Linked DNA regions of Capra hircus: region 2 is linked to region 1. The links are chromatin contacts, called in public Hi-C maps. All regions are on one chromosome and are shown on one strand. Each heading gives the region's core, a stretch centred on a gene start, on an enhancer-like site or on the middle of the called end of the contact. The rest is flanking DNA. Distances are from core to core; before and after follow the strand shown.

Region 1 (4,990 bases), core at 1,671-4,170:
CTTTTGGGATCTTTAACCACCAAGTCGGAAGCTGCCAGTACGCGATCTGCGAAGCGCCTGCGCCCTCTGGTGGCAGCGTCATACATTGCTGCTTGAACCCACTCCCTACCTTGTTCAGTCCCTAAGTCGTATCCAACTTTTTGCCACCCCATGAACTGCAGGACACCAGGCTTCCCTGTCCTTCACTATTTCCCAGAGTTTGCTCAAACTCATGTCATGAAACCATCTCATCCTCTGTTGCCCCCTTTTCCTCCTGCCCTCAACCTTTCCCAGCATCAGGGTCTTTTCCAGTGAGTTGGCTTTTCCCATCAAGTGGCCAGAGTATCGGAGCTTCAGCATCAGTCCAGGGCTGATTTCCTTTAGGAAGTCCTAACATCCCCTACCTTGGCCATCCCTTCTGAGTCTGGCTCAGCCCGGCTGGAACCCCAGCTGAGGCCAAGACACCCCCAGTGGGAGGCGGCCATAACCAACACAACCAGTCAGTGATAGAGGTCAGGGCAAACTGGTGGAGAGCGGTAGAGGCTGTCCACTCAGTGATCAGCCTGGTGGAGGGCTCTGGGGCTGAAATAAGGCACTAGGACCTTCTCCCAGGGCCAAGTGAAGTCTAGAAAGAAGACAGGAGGCCACAGGCCCAGGAGGAGGCAGGGAATAGAGTGACCTTGGGGGGATGGGATGGCTCATACTTTCTTTTTGGTCACACAAGACTTGTGGGATCTTTTGTGACCAGGTACCAGGTATTGAACCCACGCCCCCTGTGGTGGAAGCTCAAGAGTTTTAACCACTGGACCACCAGGGTAATCCTGGGAAGGTTCATTCTGAGCCAGTGTCCTCAGTCCATTTCGCAGATGGGTTCCCCCAGAGACCCAGAGAGGAGCAGGGACTCACCAGAAGTCACGCAGCAACTCTGCTTCACTCCGCCAATACCTTAAGGAAGCTACCAGTGAGTGGGAGCAGGAGGGCTGGAGGGTGAGACCAGCTCTGATTTCCCTGATTCTCAAGGAAAGGGAAGTGCCTACAGGGCCCCTTCTTGCCTCATTCCATGCCAGCTATGCTTTGGTTTCCACAGCGCATCAGGCCAGAGCCTCCCACACCTGGCGGCTGTTTGGACAAAGTAGTAAGTCTGTAGGCAAAGCATCTAGTCTGTGCAGGGCCGGAAGTAAGGGTGCTGTGGGCAGGGAGCCAGATTTGAGCCGCATCCTGTTTCTACCCATCTTGCAGATGGGTATAGTGAGGTCTGCCTTCCCTGAAGAAGTGGCCAGGGCAGCCCAGAAAGGCCAACATCCTCTTCAGCCACACAGCAGGTGCTAGAGCACAGACTTACTCTTTCTGTCCCTGCCCTCCCCTACTTCTGCTCTCAACTGGCTGTATGGCCTAAGGGAGGAGCACCGAGGCTCAGAGCAAGCGGGGACATGTCCAAGACTCCTGATCTGATCTGACCCTACCCCAGGTCTTTGTCCTGCTTGGGATGCATTCCTACCGCCTTACCTGCAAACACCACCAAAATCCCCAATCCAGCAAACAGCCCTTCATGTAAACACTGGTAAAGGGCGCTGGCCAGGGGTGAGACACGGGCCTTCTTTGGGAATCAGAGCCCCCAGGCCTGGGGCTAATGAGACACCCTGGAGTTTAGAGAGGAGGATCTCCTAGCTCCACCAAGGGGTCCCCTGAAACCAAGGGGGTCCTGTGGGGCTCCCAGGCACAGAGGCCTTTCTGACCCCATTTCTTGACTCCAGCCCCCATAACCTTTCCTGAGTTTCATAGGGTGGGTTTGAACAGTTGCTAATCAAGGGAGGAGCCAAGAAACCCCCTGAGACAAGATTACAGGGAACAGAGACGCTCACAAAGATTAGAAGACCGACCACCTGAGACGAGATTAAGGGCATGCAAGCCCTGCTCACACCTTAATGTTATCAAAGACCCCCAGTGTTGAGCCACTATTATAAAACCCCTCATCTAGTTTTCTGGGGTAGAGACATCGTTTTTCAAGGCAGAGCCAGGTGTTTCTCCTTTGCCTGGCAAAGCAGTAAAACTATACTTTTCCACTTCACCCAAAACTTCGTCCCGACTCCTTTGATTCCTCACTGCATTATCGGGAGTGCAAGTGATTGCTAACACCTCCAGACTCCACATGGGGCGGGGCGGGGCGGGGTGGGTGGCTGAGGGGATGTCTCCACCGCACATCCTCTAGGTCAAGGGAGTCCTAGTGGGTAAGAGAGTCCCCCTCTTGAGAAGGGTTGCCAGCCCACACGGCCTCTAAAGAGCTTGGAAAGGGGCGCCCAGACCTGAGAAGAGGGGTCGGTGGCGGGGATCCTGGCTCGGGGGTGGGGGGAGATGAGCGGCTCACCTCGGAGCAGCAGCTGCCGCCATCGCAGGTACGTCTCGGCGGCCACGTAGTCGCTGGAGATGGCATTGACACCCACGCTTCGGGCCTCGAGCCAGTGCGTGACCGCCCCGCCGCGCGCCGCCACCTCGAGCGCCAGCACCCGCAGCGGCGCCGCCACCTCCAGCAGCACCCGGCCGCACAGGCGCTCCCCGCCGCGGTACGCGTCGTCCGGGCCCCGCGCCAGCTCCAGCGCGAAGCTGCGCACGCCCCCCCGGCGCATGGCTGGGCCCAGGGCTCACGGCGGGGATGGTGTGCCGGCGCGGCTCCGCCCGGCGCGCTGCTGGGCAGCGTCTGCCGACCTCTCTGGGCTCAGGGCTGGTCTTCGCCGCGCCAGACGCCCCTCCCGAGCTTTCTCCTGCTTCTGCGATCTTGTGTGGATGCCGCCGGCCCCGGGCCGGCACGCAGTTGGCTGACTTCCTGGTCCTCCGTGTCCGCCCTCGTGACGCGCTCGGGCCTCCGGAACGTGCCGCCCGCGTGTCCGCGCGTTTGACTTTGCTACCCCCCGGGGCGGGGCGGGTCCTGTTTTTGCAGGGTAGGCGCTGTTGAGTCAGAGGCGGGCGGGGGCGGATGTGGCTGGCGCGGAGCGGAGGCCACCACCCGGGATCTGTCTAGTGGGCTCACTCGTCCCCTACCCGGCGCCTTTGGACCCAGCGCGGCCCCACCCTCCTCCCTGGCCTTCCTGTCATCATCTGGTTTTCCCCAAACACGCAAAGCTGGGTCCCGTTCTTGGCCTTTGCAACGGCAGTTGCTGCTAGGACCGCCCTTCTCCAAGTCTCCATGCCCAAATGTCATCTCCTCGGAGACGTGCTCCGGACTTAATTCTTTGTGGCTCTGGCCGCTGTGTTTGTGACTGCTGTGTTCACTGTTGTGCTTCCTCCATCAGACTGGGTGTCCCCAAGGGTGAGCACTGTGCAGGGTTTCAGCACCTGATCTCACAGAAGAGGAAACTGAGGCCCCCCACAGCGGCAGTCGCTGGCCAGAGGCACCCAGCGGCGGCTGACTCAGAACTCGAACCCATGTCTGACCTCAGCCCACCGACAACTCCCCGGGGCCTTCTTGTTCTTGTGTCCCACCTATCACCCCCAGGCAGGTGGCCCACGGCTTTATCAGAGGCTGCCAGAGCCTGGGCTCTCAGCTGGATCCAGAGTAGCCTCCTTCTCCACAGGGCCCAGCATCTGCCGAGAGCCTGCCTCCCCACCTGACTCCAGCACTCTGAGCCCAAGGCCTGGAAGGACCTTTCTGATTCTACTTGTCTGAGACCTTCCCCTCCATTCTGCCCCAGAGAGGCCTCTCTAAGCCCAGGATCACAGCAGTCCCCTCCCCATGGAGTGACCTCCACCGAGTCCATTCTTCCCCTTGGCGTATGGATCCCTGAATTTAAATCCTGGCTCACCCCTCTTCACTCTGTGGCCCCAGGCAGATTGTTTCACTTCTCTGTGTCTCCCCATCCTACCCTGGTCAGGTTCTGGTGAACAGTTGTCATTATATTGGCTGTATACAGCAGATGCTCAATCCATGTTCATCAAAAACAGAATGGCCCTCCTCACTCATGTCACTTCCCCCTCTGGACCGTGACCTACAGTCCCACTGGAGCCTGACCCCTACAAGGTGCTCTGGCAAAGCGAGCTGGAGGGACGTCCTGACCTACGTCCCCTGCTCTCTGCAGGTCCCTCTCTTGGTACCAAGTGGGACTTGTGCAGATGTCCTCAGGGAGGCGTGGAGTTCAGGCCTGGAAGACCACTAGGCTAGGCAGGGACGGGCTCACCTTGACCCCCACATCCGGTCTGGAATCCCCAGGGCCCTGGTGTCCACCTCCCATGTTGCGATATGAGTGTCCACCAGCCACACACAACAGGCAGCAAGTGGGCTGGTCCTGCTTTATTTGGAACTGGCAAGGACCCCTCTCCTGGCTGCCCCACACCCACCTGGGGCCTGGAGAGAGCCGAGGGTCACGGAGGGGCGTACCGCAGGAATCAGGGGACCAGAGGAAGCTCCAAGCTCCCCCAGCTCCCATCAGGGAGGAAGCAGACCTGCCCTCCCCTGCCGTCTGGCCCTACTCTCTGCCCGAACAGTCTGGGTGGGGTGCAGTGGTTCGGGCCCCAGTCCACTCAGCCCAACTCAGCTTCGGCTCCTTGAACTCCAAGAGGCGCCACTGTACAGGGCTTCTTGGATGGCGTGGAAGTGGCGGCCACACGATGGCCAAAATTGAGGGGTCCGGTGGCAGGCAGGGCTGTCACCCGCAGTCTGAAGGGGCCACGGGTGGCCACCAGTGTGGGGGACTCCGAGCCACCTGGTCTAGGGGGCCGGAGCCAGGCCAGGGAGGCAGGGCGGGTGGGGGTGGGTGTATGGCTTGGGCGATGAGGCCAGGCAGGGCCTGCAGGGAGGTGCCCAACGCATCCAGGCGGCTTTCAAGGGCAGCCAGGCGGGCCTCAAGCTCCTCGTGCTGGGCGTGCAGCTCGGACATGAGGTCGTACATGACATTCTGGGTCTGCCGGACAGAGAGGCGGGAGAGAGAGGAGAAACCAGGTGAGCGAGAGGGAGGGATGGGCACAGAGAGACGGCTGGGCAGCCCAGGTTGGGTGGTGACCCACTAATTGGACCCAGCCC
Region 2 (4,990 bases), core at 810-3,309, 35 kb before region 1:
TGATTGCTTGATTTTTTTAGCGGCACTGGGTCTTTGTTGCTGTGCGAAGGCTTTCTCTAGTTGCGCCACGTGGGGCTACCCTCTGTTCCCCTACACGGGCTTCTCATTGCAGAGGCTTCTCTTGTTGCAGAGCGCAGGCTCCAGACGCACAGGCTCCAGTAGCTGCGCCATGAGGACATTTGAGGCTTGAGGGCTCTAGAGGGTGGGCTCGGCGATGGTGGCTTCCAGGCATGGCTGCTCTGAGGCATGTGGAATCTTCCCGGACCAGGGATCGAACCTGTGTCCCCTGCACTGGCACGAGGATTCCTATCCACTATACCACCAGGGAAGTCCTCTTATGCTTTTAAAGTGAAAGATCCAGTGGCATGCACAATGTTATGGAACCATTATTACTGTCTAGTTCCAGAGCATTCCCATCACCCGCAAAAGAAAACCCTAACCCCATGACTAGTCACCCTCATTCCCACTCCCCCAGCCCCAGGCCACCGTTAATCTGCCTTCTGTCTCTATGGATTTACCTGGACATTTCATATAAATGGGATCATATAATATGTGGCCTTTGTGTCTGTTCTTTGGTAAAGAAACTCAGCTTGGTGTTTTTGAGCTTCATCCACGCTGTAGTGCATATCAGAACTTCATTTCTTTCTTTCTTTCTTTTTTTTTTTTTTGCCTGTACTGCAAGATTCGCGAGATCTTAGTTCCCAGACCTGGGATTGAATCCAGGCCAGCAGTGAGAGCTTGGAATCTTCACCAACTGCCAGGGAATTCCCCACTTCATTTCTTTTTATGGCTGAGTAATATTTCGTTGTATGGCTGGGCTGCATTTTGTTTATCCATTCATCTACTAATGGACACTTGGGTTATTTCCACCTTTTGGCAATTGTGACTAGTGGTACTATGAACATGCATACAAGGGTTGGTGTGAAAACCTATTTTCAGTTCTCTTGGTAAATGCCTAGGAGCAGAATTATTTGATCACATTGTACTTCTATGTTTAAATGATTAAGAAACTGCCAGATTGTTTTCCAAAGTGCCTGCACATTTTTCATTGCCATCAGAAGTATGTGAGGGCTCCTTATTTCCCCACATTCTCATCAACATCTATTATTTCCAAGTTTTTTTTTTTTTTTGAGTCTGGTCATCCTAGTGAGTGTGAAGTGGTATCTCAGGGGGCTTGATTTGCATTTCCCCGAAGACTAATGATGGTGAGCATCTTTTCATGTGCCTATTGCCGTTTCTACATCTTCTCTGGAGAAATGTCCATTCAAGTCTTTTGCCCAGTTTTCACTGGGTTCTCTTTTTATTATCGAATTATATCTAAGAATTCTCCTTGTCTTTGACACCCCCTCTTGCAGGCACGGGCTTCCCAGGTAGCTCAGTGGTAAAGAATCCACCTGCCAATGAAGGAGAAGCTGGAGAAGCAGGTTAGGTCCCTAGGTGAGGAGGATCCCCTGGAGAAGGAAAAGGCAACCCTCACCAGAATTCTTGCCTGGGGAATCCCCTGCACAGAGGCCCCTAGGGGTCTACAGTCCGTGGGGTTGCAAAGTGTTGGGCGTGACTGATCCACACACGCGCGCGCACAGATACACACTTGGAGGTGTCTCTCCCCATCCTCGCTGCTGCTGCTGCGCAGCCTCTCCCTCCAGCCAGCGTTGACCTCCCCACCACCCCCCATCAATTCCTGTTGGGGCATCAGCCGTCCAACCCTGTCTCCGCACTGGGAGGGCCCCTGGCAGACACGGGGTAGCTCCCCTCAGTGCTTAATAACGGAGCGCTCGGAACCTTGGCAGCCACGCGGGAAACCCCGCCCGCAGACACCCACCCCTTGGCCACATCGAGCGCCGCTCCCGCATGGCCACGCGTGGGAGCCCGCAACTTTCCAGGTGGGGAAACCACGATACGGAGGGAGCAGGAGGGAACCTGCCTGGTCCCCGGGTTGGGGTGATGGCAGAGGTCGCCTCCCTCAAGCTGCTTCTGGCTCCGGTCCCTGCCCTGGGCTGACCCTGGCGGGCGGGAACCGCCTGTAGGCAAGGCGGTTCCGGATGAAACCGTAACATCCAGGAGCAGAGAAGAAAAATATTCTGCGGCCGGCGAGCTGGGCCAGGAGGGCTGGGGAGGGGGGACAGGCGGGCCAGGGAGGAGGGGCGGGGCGGCTTTCTTTACCAGCCTGGGTGTGCTTTCGGGTGGGAGCCTGGAGGGGTGGAGTGTTACACAGCAGACAGAAAGGTGTCTTACAGGTCTTGACCGAGTTCTGCTCTGCCTCCAGCTAGCTGTGCAGCCTGGGGCTCTCCAGCCAGTTTCTCCATCGGTGGGATGAGGGTAGTTAGTGGTTGAGACGGTAGAGAATCTGCCTGCAGTGCCAGAGACTCTGGTTCGATCCCTGGGGCAAAAAAATCCCCTGGAGAAAGGAATGGCTACCCTACTCTAGTACTCTTGCCTGGGAAATCCAAGAACAGAGGAGCCTGTTGGGCTACAGCCCATGCGGTTGCAAAGAGTCGGACACAACTGAGTGACTAACACACACACACACACACACACACACACCTCCTTGGGTGTTGTGAGAGGTGAAGAGGGTGCCTGGCTCTGGAAGCACACACCTTAGGAAGCTGTCCATAACCTCATCCTCAATATGAAAGCATGGTTTGTTCAAGAGCGCAGGGAGATTGGTTCCGCCCAGGGGGCCAGGTGGGGGCACCTGTGTCTCCCTAACTCCCCACCTTCCTCTCTTTTTGTCCCTGTCTTCCCAGCTCTCCTGTTTCTCGCCCTCCTCCTCCTCCTTCTTTTTTCTTAGTTGCCGCGTGGGATCTAGTTCCCTGACCAGGGACCCAACCCGGTCCCCCCACCCCGCATCAGGGTCCCAGAGTTTTGGCCACTGGACCACAAGGGAAGCTCCTCCCTTTCTCTTGTCTCGTCTCTCCCTGTCTATTTCTCTCAACCTCACTTCTCTGGCTCTCGCTGTCTCTCTGTATCTCTCACGGCCTCTGTCTTTACCTAAAACCTCCTCCAGATCCCCTAGACCAGGCCTGCCTCAGCCGGCTCAGCCCGGGCCTGGCCAGTGTCTTAAGCCCACATTTCCGTGAGACAAGGTCCAATCTAATCTCCCTGAAGCTGCCCCCATCCCCACCCCCATGGCCTCAGGGTGAGGATCCAGGCAGCTTGGGGCCCTCACTTGCTGCCTGGAAAACTCAAACAGCTTAAGAGTCTCTCTCTAACCCCCAAAAGCCCAGCAGATCAAAACCCACAACCCACAGTCTTGGACACACCGGTTCCCCCTCCCCCGTGATTCGTTTAGATGGGGAAACTGAGGCCTGTATAGGGCTTCCCAGGTGGCTCAGACAGTAAATGAGGGAGACCTGGATTAGATCTCTGGGTCGAGAAAATCCCCCTGGAGAAAGGAATGGCTACCCACTCCAGTATTCTTGCCTGGGGAATCCCATAACAGAGGAGCCTGGCGGGCTGCAGCCTCTGAGGTCACAGAGAATCGGACACGACTGAGTGACTGACTTTAAGGCCTGTATCATGAAGACTCTGGTCCAGAGCCGCCAGCTCCAGAGCCATCACTCGTCATCCTTGTCCAGCCTCTAGGGTCTGTGGTTCTCAGGTGGCCCGTCCATCTCTTCACCCCTGCCCCTGGCCTGCCCCGTGAATGGTAATCGACCTGGTTCCACCCAGACAGGCCAGGCAGTGACACTCCCACCTCCCAGAGCTGCCCGATGGCCGGGGCTGTGTCCCAGTGGCATTGGCAGCTGCCTAGTGCCAGCCGGAAATGGGGACCGGAGGGTGGGGTCTGAGGTGGGTCCCACAGTGTTCCCACTGGCTTTCATCATGGTGTGTGCAGAGACTGGGCAGGGAGGGAGCCACTTTTCAGACTGAGAATCCCTTCTTCTGGAAGCATCTCCCTCTGCCTCCCAAACTCCTGGGGACCCCTAGCTCTGAGTACATCCCTCTGGGCTGGCCTTGACCCTGTGGAACCATAGGTACCCCTGTGGTGGGTATCTGTGTTGGGCCGGGACTCTCTCAAGCTGGGGCCTTAAACACTGACCCTCATGAGGCAGGCAACTGACGGTGGCCTGGTGAGCAAATGAGTGAACAAGTGTGTGATTTACATGCATCCTGGAACCATGGAAACGTAGGCCTAAACACCGAAGCTGGAATTCTTAGCGTCCCTCTCCCCCCCGGGGCTCCCACTGTAGTCTGCATCTGAAGCCTGAAGTGAATAATGCATTCCAGGGAGGGAAGGACTTTTGACGGTGTGTGTCTGCGCCCCCGGGCCTCCCACGCAGCGCAGTGGTAAAGAATCTGCCTGCCAAGGCCGGAGATGCAGGGGGCACGGGTTCCGTCTCTGGGTTGGGAAGATCCCCTGGAGGAGGAAATGGCAACACACTCTGATATTCTTGCTTGGAAAATTCCATGGACAGAGGAGCCTGGTGGGCTGCAGTCCATGGGGTCGCAAAGAGTTGGACACACCTGAGCATGCAGCACACACGAGCCCGTCTGCAACCGACCCCGACTCCAGCTCAGGTAGAGTGCAGTCCCAGGCCCAGGCCCTGGAGCCCCAGATTAGGGTTCACATCTAGCCTCTGTCACTCATTGACTTGGGTCACCATTTTGCTTCTCAGAACCTCAGTTTGCCCATCTGTAAAATGGGAATGGTGCCCTTGTTTCAGGGTTGCTGGGGGAGTAAGTGAATCTGTGTGAAGCTGGGTCAGGCCTGTCTTCAAGTGTGGATGGTAAACCTCCTCCTCTGACAAGGTTTGAAATTATCGAGATAAAATCAGAGACCGAAAGAGAGTCGTTGCATCAGAAGGAAGCTGGTGCACTTGGCTGGGAAAGGAGGGTGGGGTGCAAGGCTGCCTCCCAGGCTTGGTTGCCTCTTGACTTCCTGGTGACACTTTCAGCCTCTCCCTTACTCAGATCAAGAGCCTCCTCAGTTCCCCATCTGTGAAATGGGACCAAGCAGGCATCCTTGACTCTTCATCCCCCACCATGC

The links. Hi-C and Micro-C count contacts between places; a contact is called where the count stands out from the background.
Region 2: a Hi-C map of blood shows a contact between it and region 1, with 5 times the contacts expected there. The contact joins the enhancer-like site here to the promoter of ARRDC2 in region 1. A contact is called at or near these places in 3 of 5 Hi-C or Micro-C datasets (all in blood).

Annotation. Positions count from the first base shown.
Region 1 is chr7:103,612,465-103,617,454 of ARS1.2, reverse strand. It overlaps ARRDC2 (arrestin domain-containing protein 2), which reads right to left and starts at 2,920. Exons shown (of 8, transcript XM_018051412.1): 1 at 2,345-2,920. The coding sequence starts at 2,603. It overlaps KCNN1 (small conductance calcium-activated potassium channel protein 1), which reads right to left. Exons shown (of 9, transcript XM_018051410.1): 9 at 4,247-4,871. The coding sequence ends at 4,617.
Region 2 is chr7:103,646,865-103,651,854 of ARS1.2, reverse strand. No RefSeq gene overlaps it. Among named protein-coding and RNA genes, the nearest start is that of TRNAE-UUC, 16 kb to the right of the region's middle. Within about 2 kb of position 2,059, at least 2 of the 5 cell types and tissues checked have an H3K27ac peak or open chromatin away from gene starts, as enhancers often do.